Linked DNA regions of Pan troglodytes: region 1 is linked to region 2. A link is a contact called in public HiChIP or PLAC-seq data. All regions are on one chromosome and are shown on one strand. Each heading gives the region's core, a stretch centred on a gene start, on an enhancer-like site or on the middle of the called end of the contact. The rest is flanking DNA. Distances are from core to core; before and after follow the strand shown.

Evidence for each region. HiChIP or PLAC-seq counts read pairs in DNA pulled down with a chosen protein or histone mark.
Region 1: an H3K4me3 HiChIP or PLAC-seq map of stem cell-derived excitatory neurons shows a contact between it and region 2, with 5 times the contacts expected there. The contact joins the promoter of NOL7 here to the promoter of TBC1D7 in region 2. A contact is called at or near these places in 1 of 7 Hi-C or Micro-C datasets (stem cell-derived neural progenitor cells) and 1 of 1 datasets of contacts at active chromatin or transcription factors (stem cell-derived excitatory neurons).

What each region holds. Positions count from the first base shown.
Region 1 is chr5:19,563,662-19,570,289 of NHGRI_mPanTro3-v2.0_pri, forward strand. NOL7 (nucleolar protein 7) reads left to right here and starts at 3,327. Exons shown (of 9, transcript XM_054685605.2): 1 at 3,327-3,633; 2 at 3,721-3,781; 3 at 4,472-4,530; 4 at 5,775-5,806; 5 at 6,063-6,144. The coding sequence starts at 3,368. It overlaps SIRT5 (sirtuin 5), which reads left to right. Exons shown (of 10, transcript XM_009450542.5): 10 at 1-2,570.
Region 2 is chr5:19,278,813-19,285,329 of NHGRI_mPanTro3-v2.0_pri, forward strand. It overlaps TBC1D7 (TBC1 domain family member 7), which reads right to left and starts at 1,793. Exons shown (of 8, transcript XM_063812102.1): 1 at 1,533-1,793; 2 at 117-293. The coding sequence starts at 228.

The sequences.
Region 1 (6,628 bases), core at 2,077-4,576, 290 kb after region 2:
TGGAATCCAACCTGTTGATAAGTGATGGGGGTTTAGAAGTAGCAAAGAGCACCCACATTCAAATGTCACAGAACTGGAAAGTTAATTCATATTATTTGGTTTGAATTGAAACGTGAGGTATCTTTGATGTGTATGGTTGGTTATTGGGAGGGAAAAATTTTGTAAATTAGATTGTCTAAAAAAAATAGTTATTCTGATTATATTTTTGTTATTTGGGCAAAGTAGAAGTCAAGGGGTAAAAACCCTACTATTTAATTCTGATTTTTGCACAAGTTTTAGTGGAAAATAAAATCACACTCTACAGTAGGTAATTTATTGTATAAAGACATTACCCCACAATATGGCTTTATTAGGGACTTTTTTTTTTTTTTTTGAGACAGAGTTTCACTCTTGTTGCCCAGGCTGGAGTGCAGTGGTGCGATCTCAGCTCACAGCAACCTCCGCCTCCTGGGTTCAAGAGATTCTCCTGCCTCAGCCTCATGAGTAGCTGGGATTACAGGTATGTGCCACCACACCCAGCTAATTTTGTATTTTTAGTAGAGACGGGGTTTCTCCATGTTGGTCAGGCTGGTCTTAAACTCTCGACCTCAGGTGATCTGCCCGCCTCGGCCTCCCAAAGTGCTGAGATGACAGGCATGAGCCACCGCACCCGGCTTACTGGGGGCTTTTTAACCTTGTTTGGCTACATTACCTCAGTGAACAAGGGGCAGCTCACAACAGGAACTCACACAAAGAAGGAAGAGAACAGTACCAACAAGGTAGAACATCATGATGAGAAGAATGATGCAAATATGTGGACCCCCAGGATAAACACAGCTGCCTAAAATTTAGCTCTGGCCCCCTTAGATGGGGGAAGTCAACAGTGAAGTGTTTCTCAGCATCATAAAGGCAGAAGCTATGGTTCCTGTGGGGCCTGCCAACCGTTCCCAGATGCTGAACTCTGCTGGGAGTTTTTTCCATGGGACTTTAAAAAATGATGCCCTTATGTTGGGCCAGACCTCTGTTAACTTCAGTAGGGATGGCACCAGGTTCAAGAGGCCAAAGAAGAGACCTGGAGCTAGTGAAGGAAACATAGGGTTTATTTGGGGAACCTTACAGGGTGGTCCAGTGGCCGCGGGCTGGACAGAACTGCAACCACTTGCAGTTTACACAGCACTTTCACTCAGCACCCTCCCCTCAGCAGCCTCCACGTGGCAACCCTCATTTCTTAAGTTATTGCTGTCAGATGCATCTGCCATACAGGGTCATTCTCAGGGGATGCTTAAGTTATTTCTGTCAGGTACATCTTCCATACACTTTACTACCTTGGAGTAAAGTAGTAAGAATACAGCTTTTTCCTTAACCTTTACCAGCTAACTCAGTGCTTAGGGGCCTTGGAATACCTGCTGTCCAGCAGGTGTCACAGGCCTGACCGGGAGGCATGGCCATTATCAACAGTGTATGAAGGTCACATATGGCTCCCTGAAGTGATTACATACTTGGACCACATCACCTCAGCCCCTTGCAAAATTGCATTTAATGTTACACCCTTGGCTTTTGTAGAAACAGGCAACAAGACACTATCATATAAAACTTTGTACTGCATTGCAAGGCATAACCTTTAATAAATCCCAGTGGTCCTTTGTGTAGGGAACGGGGATGCTCATAGCCTATGGGGCGGCTGGAGAACCAGTCAGGGACCCTGAGGGCTTGATTTACACTTTACATGGGTGGGCCAAGGAGTTTACACTGAGGGCACTGGTAATACCTGTAATAGTCTTATAGTACTTATAAAGCAGTTTTGCACATAAAATACCATCATGCACTTATAAGTTTGTTCCTGGGCTGCTCCAAGTTAACTTTATTCATTTTCCTAGTGTTAGCACAGTGTCTCAGGGAGTCTGATTATATTTTTGATTTGTAATTTCTATCTGACTAAGGCCTAGAGATTTCAAAACTGTTCTTTGCAATTCCTCTCATACTGAACCTCTGGTTCAGCAGCTTTTGTTGTTGTTGTTGTTGTTTTCAAGTTTTATCATTTTTGTTCCTATTTGGTTTTGTCGTTTTTAAATTGGGAATTGCTTCTAAAACAGAAGACATGAAAAGAGAATTAAAAATACAATATATGTGTAAGATAGAATTATTCAGCTTAGCATTTATTAAACATCTACCAGATGATAGACATTAGAAATAAAAAGACTAGCAAGACCTGGCCCTTCCCCTCAGGGGTTCACAGAATGGCTGGAGCAACTGTCATATAAGCTGTTATGAAGTGCAGAAACTACACAGACATTTGTGCGGGTTCAGACCAGCGCAATTAGAGATGGGCAGAGTGGGATGGGGTAGGGGTAAGGTGCTTGAAATTTGCCTGGGTGGGAATTTTTGAAGTATAAAAAGGACTTCTACCTGGGGGGCTGCGGCAGTAGAGGGAAGAGCACGGTCGGTACAAATGCATGGCAGGTGTGAAACAGTTTGATTTGTTCAAAGAATGATGAATCATTTAGTGTTGTATAATGGATGGGAGGAGAGAAACACAGCGATCACAAAGGGCCATGTTTGCCAAGAAATAAAATATACTTGGAAAAAAAGTACGTATGTGTATATACCACAAAACTCGGGTGCATTCTCTAGGGACCGGCGAAGCCATTCTTTCAGGAGATATGCTCAGCATTTGCCACGGGCCAGCTGCTGTTCCAGGTCGTGGGTTAGGGCCCGGCACCAGGAAGGGCGCCCCTCCCACAGGGCCGACATCCTAACCGGCGTCGCTGCGGCCGCGGAGCTGGGAAGGCCGAGGGCGCCGGGCACGTCTGTGCAGATTTCTTTAGAGTCCAGGTCTGTCGCCCGCGTCTTCGTCGGTGGCAGCAGGGCTGACTGGCCACGGCGGCCATCTGCTAGAGCGCATTTCTTCCCATGAAACGCCACCTCCTCCGAAGTGCGGAGCGAACGCAGCCAAATCTACACAAAGACTGACAAGCTGGATCCACTCGACGGAACCCAGGGCCAAAAAACGGCGGCGAGCAGCGCCTCGGGCCCGCGATTACCGGTTTTCTGAGCACCGGACAGCGTGAGCCGTGCCAGCCCTGTCTCGCCATCCCAGCCGAGGAGGGCAGCGCGATGGCTCTTCCCTGTCTTGAAATCAACCCCATTGCCAGCCGCTTTCGCCAGCAGAGCATTTTCCGTGGGGTCCATCCGGCTCCACGGCGGCCTGCGCTGGCCACGTGGAAAGAAACACGCCCACTGCCTACAGGCCACGCCCTTCCTCGCTTCGCGCATGCGCCCCACCCGTCCTGAGGACCTCCGAACCTGCAGGGGGCGATGAAAGTAGGCTTGCGCTCCGCTTGTAGCTGCTTCCGGGTCAGAGGTCAGACGGTCTAGCGCTGCGTGGGCCATGGTGCAGCTCCGACCGCGCGCGTCTCGCGCCCCGGCGTCGGCAGAGGCGATGGTGGACGAGGGCCAGCTGGCCTCGGAGGAGGAGGAGGCGGAGCACGGGCTGTTGCTCGGGCAGCCCAGCAGCGGCGCGGCCGCCGAGCCCCTGGAGGAAGACGAGGAAGGGGACGATGAGTTTGACGATGAGGCCCCGGAGGAGCTGACTTTCGCCAGCGCCCAGGCGGAAGCGAGAGAAGAGGAGCGGCGAGTGCGGGAGACCGTGCGCAGGTTCGGAGCCCGCTGCCCGGCGGGGAGAACCGCCCTTTCTCGTCCCGCTTGTCCTTCCCTTTGCTGACTTATCACCCTTCTTCCCAGGGATAAAACGCTCCTGAAGGAGAAGAGGAAGCGACGCGAGGAGCTGTTCATCGAACAGAAGGTTAGAGGATAGGGAGGAGGTGTCTTATTAAAACAACTCGGCTCAGGGAGAATTGCTATGGTGGATGTAATTTGGGTTGGCAGGATATTGGGGTGGGGAAACAGTCACCAAGATTGCCTCTGACAGTGGTGGAAAGATGCTCGGGCCGGGCGCGGCAGTACTTTAGGGGGACGAGGTGGGCGGAGCCCGGGATGTCGAGGCTGCCTGGAGCCGAGATCACACCACTGCGCTCCAGCCTGGGCGACAGAGCGAGACCCTGTCTCAAAAAAAAAAAGTTCGTCTCCTTTAGTGTCCACCAACTGAAAATAAGAGGTTGCTGTGAGAATTAAATGAGGTGATTTGTAAACTGTAAGGGCTGTGCAGACTTAGTGTATGGTTGCATTGCTGTCTGATACTCGACACAGAGAACTGGCTCCAGGCAGACATTACTTAACTGCTTTCAATTTATAACAGTGACCTGAGGGTTAGAATACCGTGGGCACCCTTTCTAGTTTTCATCAAGTCTTTCAGAGAATGTGGAGTTTTGTGGACCCGGTCTTCCCATAGCTTAGAGGTATGGGGGCAGTTTCCAGCCTAATTCATTTCTTTGCCTAGATGTAGGGCATTCTTAAAAGTGGTAACTTCAGAAGCAACTCCGGACATACTATGTACATGACTTTCTATTAATTTTAAACGTTTTCATTCCAAAAGAAAAGAAAACTCCTTCCAGACACTATTTTGGAGAAGTTAACCACAGCTTCACAGACTAAGTAAGTAATGGATCTTTTTATATTACTTGCTTATATACACCCATCTTTGAATTATATACTGGTACATTTATTTGAATCCATATAACTGAAGGAATTGTAGAACCCAAATTTAAAAGCTACCTTGGTATATGAATTCGGTGGGAAAGACGGAGGTAACGTTCTACTTCTTATTTTACCATTTATTTTTGTTCATTCCCATAGCTAGCTTTTGAATTCCTGATCCCATTGTGTTCATTCAGTACATTTTGTTGACTGCCTGTCATTGTACTAGGGCATAGTGGGTGGTGGTGAATAAAAAGTGTTTTGAATCATTTAGTGGGGTAGCAGGCACTTATCCACAGGCTCTGAAAACTTGATTTGTCCCATACTTGCCTTACCTGCCACCAACCTGTCCTTCCTGTTCCCCACTTCATTTAGCATCTTTGGTGTTTTATGGTTTAAAGCGAAAAGCTATAGTCGTCTTTCGGAATTGATCAAACCCTACTAAATTTAGCCTTCTAAATTTTTTTTTTTTCTATCCTCTTTTTCTCCCCTTAAGGCTTTAAATTCAGAAATTCAGCCCCCTTTTGCTTAGGCCAGTGACTCTCAAATTTTCAGTAAAAAAAACTTTACCAAAGAGTTACTCAGATCCTGAATACATTAAACATAAGAGCAAATCTATTTGGTGGCAAATTCCCTTTCATCTTTTAAAACCAAGCTCAAGTGTCACCTTTACCTTCTCATTTGGCCCCCCCCCCACCTCCCATCACTTCCGCTTTTGTGTGGCCTTTCTCCTGTGCAAATGCTTCTGTATTGTATTCTGTCCATTTACATTTCTCTCTCCATTGGGCCACAGCCCCCTTGAGGCTGTTCCCTGTCTCCTGTGCCTAAACTATTACATTAATCCTTTGTGATTTCTCCAAATGAAATGAGGCAGACCTACTCCCATTCACTTCATATTTCAAATACTTTATAACTTGTTCTTAAGTGTTTCACTTGAACTCCATTGCCCACAGCATTTTGCTGCTTTGAAAGCCTGCTAATAGGCTCTCAGATTTTAACTGTGAAGATCTTCCAATGCTTGAGAGTTGGTGGCAGTGTACTGGGGAGTGACTATTGCTTTCCAAACTGATGAGAGCTCCTGAGTAGAAATTGAGGGTGTTGGTAATGAAAGGGGGTGTCTTACTTGTAAAGGCAAATGAAATAACATGTTTTGAGTAATCTTTACTGCCATTGCAGTCAGTGGTTTTGTTTTTTTTCCTTAGCATCAAGAAATCGCCAGGAAAGGTGAAAGAAGGTATGACTGTTCTAATGTAACTAACTTCTCATGTAAGTGTCAAGTGCACTTGCAGATGTTTCCAGTCAAATATGAATGGCCCTTAGAAAGCCAGCATGGGCCTGGCCAAGGTTAGCTGGGGCCTATTCCCTGTATTTCATACAAATAAAAACTGCATCCACATTGGTGTGTAGTGGATGCTTAAAGTGAACTCCAGTAAATTTCCTGATTTATTTTTACGTGAATGCTAATTAGAAAATGTAACTCTATTTTTTAGTTAATTTGCAAAAGAAAAATGAAGACTGTGAAAAAGGAAATGACTCCAAGAAAGTTAAAGTACAAAAAGTACAGTCTGTCAGGTAATGAGTCTTTTGTTTCATTTGGGATGTAAAGGAGACCTTTAAGAGAGTTAAAGTATTGGCTAACATGGGAAAATATTTTAATTAGTAGTAATTTCAGATTGGAGTCTCTGTGGAAAAACCAATTTTGGGCCGGGCATGGTGGCTTACACTTGTAATCCCAGCGTTTTGGGAGGCTGAAGCAGGTGGATTGCTTGAGTCCAGAATTTCAAGACCAGCCTAGGCAACATGGTAAAACCCAGTCTCTACACAAAATAAAAAAAGTAAGCTGGGCGTGCTGGTGTGCACCTGTATTCCCAGCTACTCCAGAGGCCAAGGTGGGAGGATCACTTGAGCCCAGGAGGTCGAGGCTGCAATGAGGCGAGATTGTGCCACTGCACTACAGCCTGAGCGACAGAGTGAGACCCTGTTTCAAAAAAAAAAATCGGTTTTCATAAAAAAATAAAGATCAGTTGAACACTTTGTCTTTGCAGGTCCTGCAGGT
Region 2 (6,517 bases), core at 543-3,042:
ACATCACTAAAAAATACAGCAAGTAAAATGCTTCTGGATGTCTTTTAAGAAAATATTTACTTCAGAACATGTGGAGTGATTGAGAACCAATGAGATTAATTTTTAAAAGTACTCACCCAGACGGTCATCTTTTAGGAGAATTTCTAATGATTTCTTTTCTTCAACTCCACGAAACCCCACTTTCTCATAATATACTGAACGAAAGTTTCTCTGAGAGTCCTCAGTCATATTTCATTCTTGGAGGAGACACAGAAAGACAGAAAGAGAGAGAAAGACGAAGGGGAAAAGTGAGTCTAGAAACAAAGAGTCAAGAATTAGAATAATTTTCAATGATGTTCTCCACCTTTTCAATATGATGTACCCTTGCATAGGACCCAATATTAAATTTTTCCTTTAACTCAGTTCTGCAACTATCTCACCTATGCATCTTGGCTAAAAACCAAGATATAAGTTAAAACTTCTCTGAGCTGGTAAAATAGATGGCACAAGGTTTATGCACTAGGTTTCCCACTATACCTATGAGTGCCTAGCACAACAGAACATTCTGTAGCTATTATAAATGCGCAAAGAAAAAAAATAAGTGAAATGGAAGCCAGGCAAGATACGTCAAACAAATTATACTCAAACAGTATACACTATGATTTCATTTTTTGTTTTTTACAAATTTTATGTATTTTAAAACTTAACACTCTATTCCAAAATGTTAGCAATGGTTATCTTTAGATAGTAGGATTCTAGATGATTTTAATTTCCTTTCTTTTGCTTAGCTACGTTTTTTTAAATGGGCATTTTGTAAAATGAAAAATTAAGTTATATAAAAGTAAAAAGCCACGAGTTCCTCACTTATCTTTCTTTTAAACACAATTCTATTAAGTGTAGCTATCGAAATTCAAAACCCACAACAAATAAATCGCATTAAATTATAACTAGAAGAGGGTAAAGAATGTAGCCAATTGACAGTGATCCCAAAGTCAGAGTTGAAGACGGAAAAACGATTTAAAAAAAAGACCAAGTTAGATTTGGCGTTTCAAGAACAGAAAAGATCTGATGCATTTCCCAAAAACCACTGCACTGCCTCACCCAAATGCTTCCAGCGTCTGTGCACAAGAGTAAATCTTTAGGTTTAAAAATCCTGCGACGTCCCCAGTGAGCAGGGGAGGGCTTCCTTCCTTATTGAAAAGATATCCTCTGAACCGATTCAGTCACAGGAAAGATTAGGATTCGTTTAGAAAATGAAATGCTAAAGCTTTCGGGAGCAGATGTCTTAAAAATAAAAAAGTCAGCAGCATAAAACGCGTAATGAGTGTGGGGATTTATTTTTTTAAAGCATTCAAACAGCTGCATGACGATTTGGTCGGTCCCTGTTGTCTAAGGACACCCATTCTTAGATTGCACTACAATGACAAAGGCGTCCTCTAGGAGGAAATGCTGCAAATAATATCTCCTGCCCATGCGCGTCCACCTGATGGGAAAAGTAAAAACACCCTGGTCCAAGACCCCAGGTCCCATTCTCTCTATGATGGATGCTTCACCTCTAGTAGTGCAAACACACCCGGCTTGAGACTAAGTGGTCCGGGAGAAGCAGAGGAAGCCGTGCCCTGTGCGCTGACCGACCGCCGGGCAGGCGGGCACCGTTGGGGCCCAGGGCCAGGAGGGACGAGTCCTGCAGGAAGGAGGGAGGCGGCGGGGCACCTGGGACAACCGCGCGCGCCCCGACGGCCCGGGAGACAAAACTCAGCGCCGCTGCCGCCGCCGCCGGACGTGACATCAACTCCAGGTCGCGGGGCGGGCGCGGGGCGGGCGCGGGGCGGGCGCGGGGCGGGCGCGGGGCGGGCGCGGGGCGGGCGCGGGGCGGGCGCGGGGCGGGCGCGGGGCGGGCGCGGGGCGGGCGCGGGGCGGGCGCATGCGCAGAGGGCGCGGGCAGGAAGCTCCACCCTCACTCCGGGAAGCTCTGGCTTCGTTTGTGAAACCCGACGGGATGAAGGGCTAGGCTCGCCTCCAGAGTAGTGTAGTTTCTCCCGCCATGGGCACCCGGCCCCTTGCTACCCCGCAAAATCTCGCGACCATTTACTCCGGCCATCCGAAGGCGCGTGCCTGGGTTGCACTCCCGTGTCCGGCCCTCGAGGTTCTTGCCTAGGGAAGACCTGAGCCCTAGGGCCGTACTTAAGCTGCCTGCGTGCAGGACCCGGGTTTTGCTTTTGCTAATTTCCTCCCCACCCCAGGTATGTGGGAATAAATGAAGACCATCCGAATGAGAAGAAAAAAGGCAGGCAGAGGAGTGCAAGTCTGATTTAGAGCAGGCAGGCTCCCTGGGTTGGTTATTGTAGGTAACTGACTGGTTTTCTGGGCAGGTTGCTGCAGGTTGTGGATTGGAGGTCTATTTTTATATTAGATTTGGCCATTGTCTTAGTATATTCAGCCTCTCAGGTAAAACACTGTAACATAGGAGAAAAATGAACGTGTTTTTTTTTTTTTTAAAGATGTGCTAAATGCAAGCTCCTAATTTGTTATTAGTAGGTCTAACAGAACAGAGTTACTCTTTAAAGTAGCTACTAACGCTTACAAATGCTTTCTATTTCTGTGCTTGCCTCCCTGGTCCTCGGGCTGGCTGAGCAGCAGTGCCCAAGTAGGTTTTTAAACCGCCAGGGTTTGAGAGAAATCCCCAATGATGGGTATCGTCCCTTTGAAAGTTCAAATCTCTACCAAATAAGCCACACGGATGCCAAGCTTTGAAGGAAACTTAGGACTATCAACAGTGCAGAAGTCCAGTTATAGTGCAGACAAATGTGTGTATAATGGCTAGACAGAACTTAAAAATGAAGAAACGTGTGGTGGTTGAACTCAAACACTGATGCCCCTCCCCACCCCCTTACCACCACCATCTTTAGTTCCTCAGTACTGGGGTACTAAACCTTACTTGGGTAGTGTTCACATGAGTAAGCAGAGTTCTTCAAGTTACCTTAGACAAGTTCCATTTACTTCATCTAAACCTTGGGCCGGTCACTAACTTTTATAATTTCCTTTTCTTGTCTTTAAAATCATCACCAGGGCTGGGCGCCGTGGCTCATGCCGGTAATCCCAGCACTTTGGGAGGCCGAGGCAGGCGGATCACCTGAGGTCAGGAGTTCGAGACCAGCCTGGCCAACATGGTGAAACCCTGTCTCTAGTAAAAATACAAAATTAGCTGGGTGTGATGGCACACACTTGTAATCCCAGCTATTCTGGAGGCTGAGGCAGGAGAATCGCTTGAACCCGGAAGGCAGAGGTTGCAGTGAGCTGAGATGGTGCCGCCGCACTCCAGCCTGGGCGACGAGAGAAATTCCATTTCAAAAAATATTAATAATAAAATAAAATCATCACCAATAGTGGTGATTATATAGAAGGTGGGAAGGGTTAAATAAGAAAGTATGTAAAGTGCTTGGCATGGTGCCTGGCATGTGGCACAGTAGGGATATATGTGAAGTGGCTGTGTCAAGATCAATTAAAAATGCAAAGATGAGTCTCTAAATCATTTTATTTGGGAAAACAGAATTGCAGTTCAGGGCATACACACAGACTGGGGTGGTCTTCAGAACAACAAAGAGATGGTTGGAGGTTTCATTAGAGAAATGTTATGTATTACCTTGAAAGATAGCTCATTGACCCTACGCAAAGTTTTTAGGAGCAGGCAAGCTCTAATTTGTGAGAGAAGGTGGTAAGTAAAACTAGTCTTAGAGTTACAGCAATTCGTTTCAGCAGCTACTGGGTGAAACTGGTCTTCAGGTTATAGCAGGTCACCTTGGCAGCTGGCTTTCAATATAATTCCTGGGCAGGCACTTTGTGCCCCAACTGCTTTCTCTTCTCCCTCATCTCTGGACTCTAATTTAGCTGGGTATGAAGATAACCCCAATTCATACAATCAATTTTCAAGGCTGCTGTTCACTGAATGGTGACAGCAATATGGGTGCCTTCAACTGCCCTCCATTCTGTTTTTTGATGAGCTGATAACAGAATATGTGGAAGCTTCCCTAAGAGATAACACTCTGAGACTTTTGTCAACTCTGCAGCCAGAATGAATCTAAAAATATCCCTCCGCAAAAAATCCTTCAGTGGCTCCCCATTTCTCTCAAAGGAAAAACTGAAGTGCTCACAACAGCTTACAACACTTCTCATGGTCTACCTCCTTGTACCTCAGTCTCAGCTACTATGAGTGACTCCCCTGCCTTGGGACCTTCTCATGTTCCCTCTGCCTGAAACACATTATCCTCTGCTAGCCACATGGCCCACTCACTTACCTCAGTCTCAATCAAATGTCCCCTCCCTGAGGCTACTTTCCCCACCCTACCTAAAATTGCAACACTTTACCTGAATCCCAATCCCCTTTATGCAGGTCTACTTTTTCCTTCTTTCACAGCAATGATCCCATTTTTTTTTTGAGACAGTTTTGCTCTTGTTGCCCAGGCTGGAGTGCAATGGTGCGACCTTGGCTCACTGTAACCTTCACCTCCCGGGTTCAAGCGATTCTCCTGCCTCAGCCTCTGTAGTAGCTGGGATTACAGGCACCCGCCACTGCACCCAGCTAATTTTTTGTATTTTTAATAGAGATGGGGTTTCACCATGTTGGCCAGGCTGGTCTCAAACTCCTGACCTCAAGTGATCCACCTGCCTCGGCCTCCCAAAGTGCTGGGATTACAGGCCTGAGCCACGGCGCCCAGCCAGCACTGATCACTTTTTAACACACTACATCACTGACTTATTTATTTTAGTTTTTATTGGATCTGTCCTCCCACCAGAATGTCAGTTTCACAAGGTTAGGGATCTTTGCTTCGGTAGCTGATGTATCCTGAGCCCATAGAACAGCGCCTGGCACACAGTAAGTGCTTAATATAGACTTCTAAACAAATGAAAAGGGCTATCACACAATGTGAACAGGTGGCCATTCGTTCTTACAGTTGGATATTTGAGTTGTGAACCGTTAGAGAGCATTATTAGTCACTGGACTCTTAGCATAACACGGATTATAGAATGGAGTTGTCAGGCAATAAAATTTTGTGGAATTTAATTGAAATAAGAATTGTAAAAGTCTCAGGTGTACTTCACTGTAGCAGGCATCGCTCCTTTCTTACTTGTAATATTTCTGCCCTCTAGTGGTTAGCCTTTTTTGCTAAATTATTTTTTTAAAAATGCACCGTACTGCTAGTTACAGAATCAAATCTCAAGGTTGAAAGGGACTTAAAGGTCAGCGAGTCCCATGAAGTGTGGTGCAGAGAGCTAAGCTTCAGGGCATAAAAACAGCCGCATATCTTCAGAAGTGGCATCCTATCTTTCAGTTTCTAAATTTACTTTGGCAGAATAGTAATTGTCACATACCACTGGCCTCAATCCTTGCGCCTCGTTTTCTAGAGATAAGGAAATGGAGTGAGGTTATGGCTGTAGGACAACTGTCTTCATGTTGAGAAGCCATTAAAGTGAATGTAGTAAAAATCCCATCACAGCATAATTGGTGAACATATACATTCAGATAGTTCATGGGTCAAACCACATCTCCAAAACATCTGAAGAGAGACAAACCTGGATGGTCCTGGACACTCATTTCTTCTTCATTGTGGTAATTTGGCAGAAAACTGGCTCAGCAGGTCTGTGTTAGTCAGATAGGCAGAACCACCTCATCACTGTAAATATTTACAATATTAAGGGCATGGAGATCAGTCTTTATTGGAATGTTGGTCACAGCACATGTAAACCTCTATGCCTGGTCTAAGCTGAGGGATAATTCGATTCCAGGGATGGCATGCACTCTACTACTTTCTGCTTGTATGTTTTTCCTCTAGTAAACCCAAGCTTATACCTGTATCACTTAAGACAGTGGTGTGTTTTCATGGCCCTTCCTGAGCATGCATAACTGTACCCCAGAAATGTGCTGTTACAGAGAGGAGACATTGGTTCACCTGTCAAAACGGGTGGCATATGTCTTACGTACATGTGATTATAGACTTCCAATACTGTCCTGGTATATAGAAACCTCTGGTTACAGCCATAGGTTTCCTAGTGCATATGGGGTCATTTAACAAATAATGATTCCGTTAACCACTGATAATTATCTGACCTCGGCCCTGTCTTCTCTTTTGCATGAATCTTTGATAGTTCTAGTGTCAAAACAGTAGGTACAGTCAGCGGGGTAGAAAAGCAAACTCTATTTTCAGTGAAACTAGAAAATAATATGTCAAGTAGGTGGAGAAGTTTCCAAAAGCAGTGGAAACCAAGCAGGGCATGTGTAGGAAAAGGCAGAGAACGAGAGAGAGGTCCAAAGCTACAGATCTCAGAAATAGCCAGCAAAACACACTTCTCAAAGGTGAGGGGTTTACCTTGAGAAGCAATATGTATTTCTGTTGTGTGCCATCTTGGGAATAGAACAACCAGGCTGGTGACAAGGGCATCTCACAACCAAATTAGATTCTGTGATGCAAAAAACAGGTCACTCTCCTGAAGATAACAATGATCAAATCTGGACGAAATATAAAAAACAAGTACTTGCAGG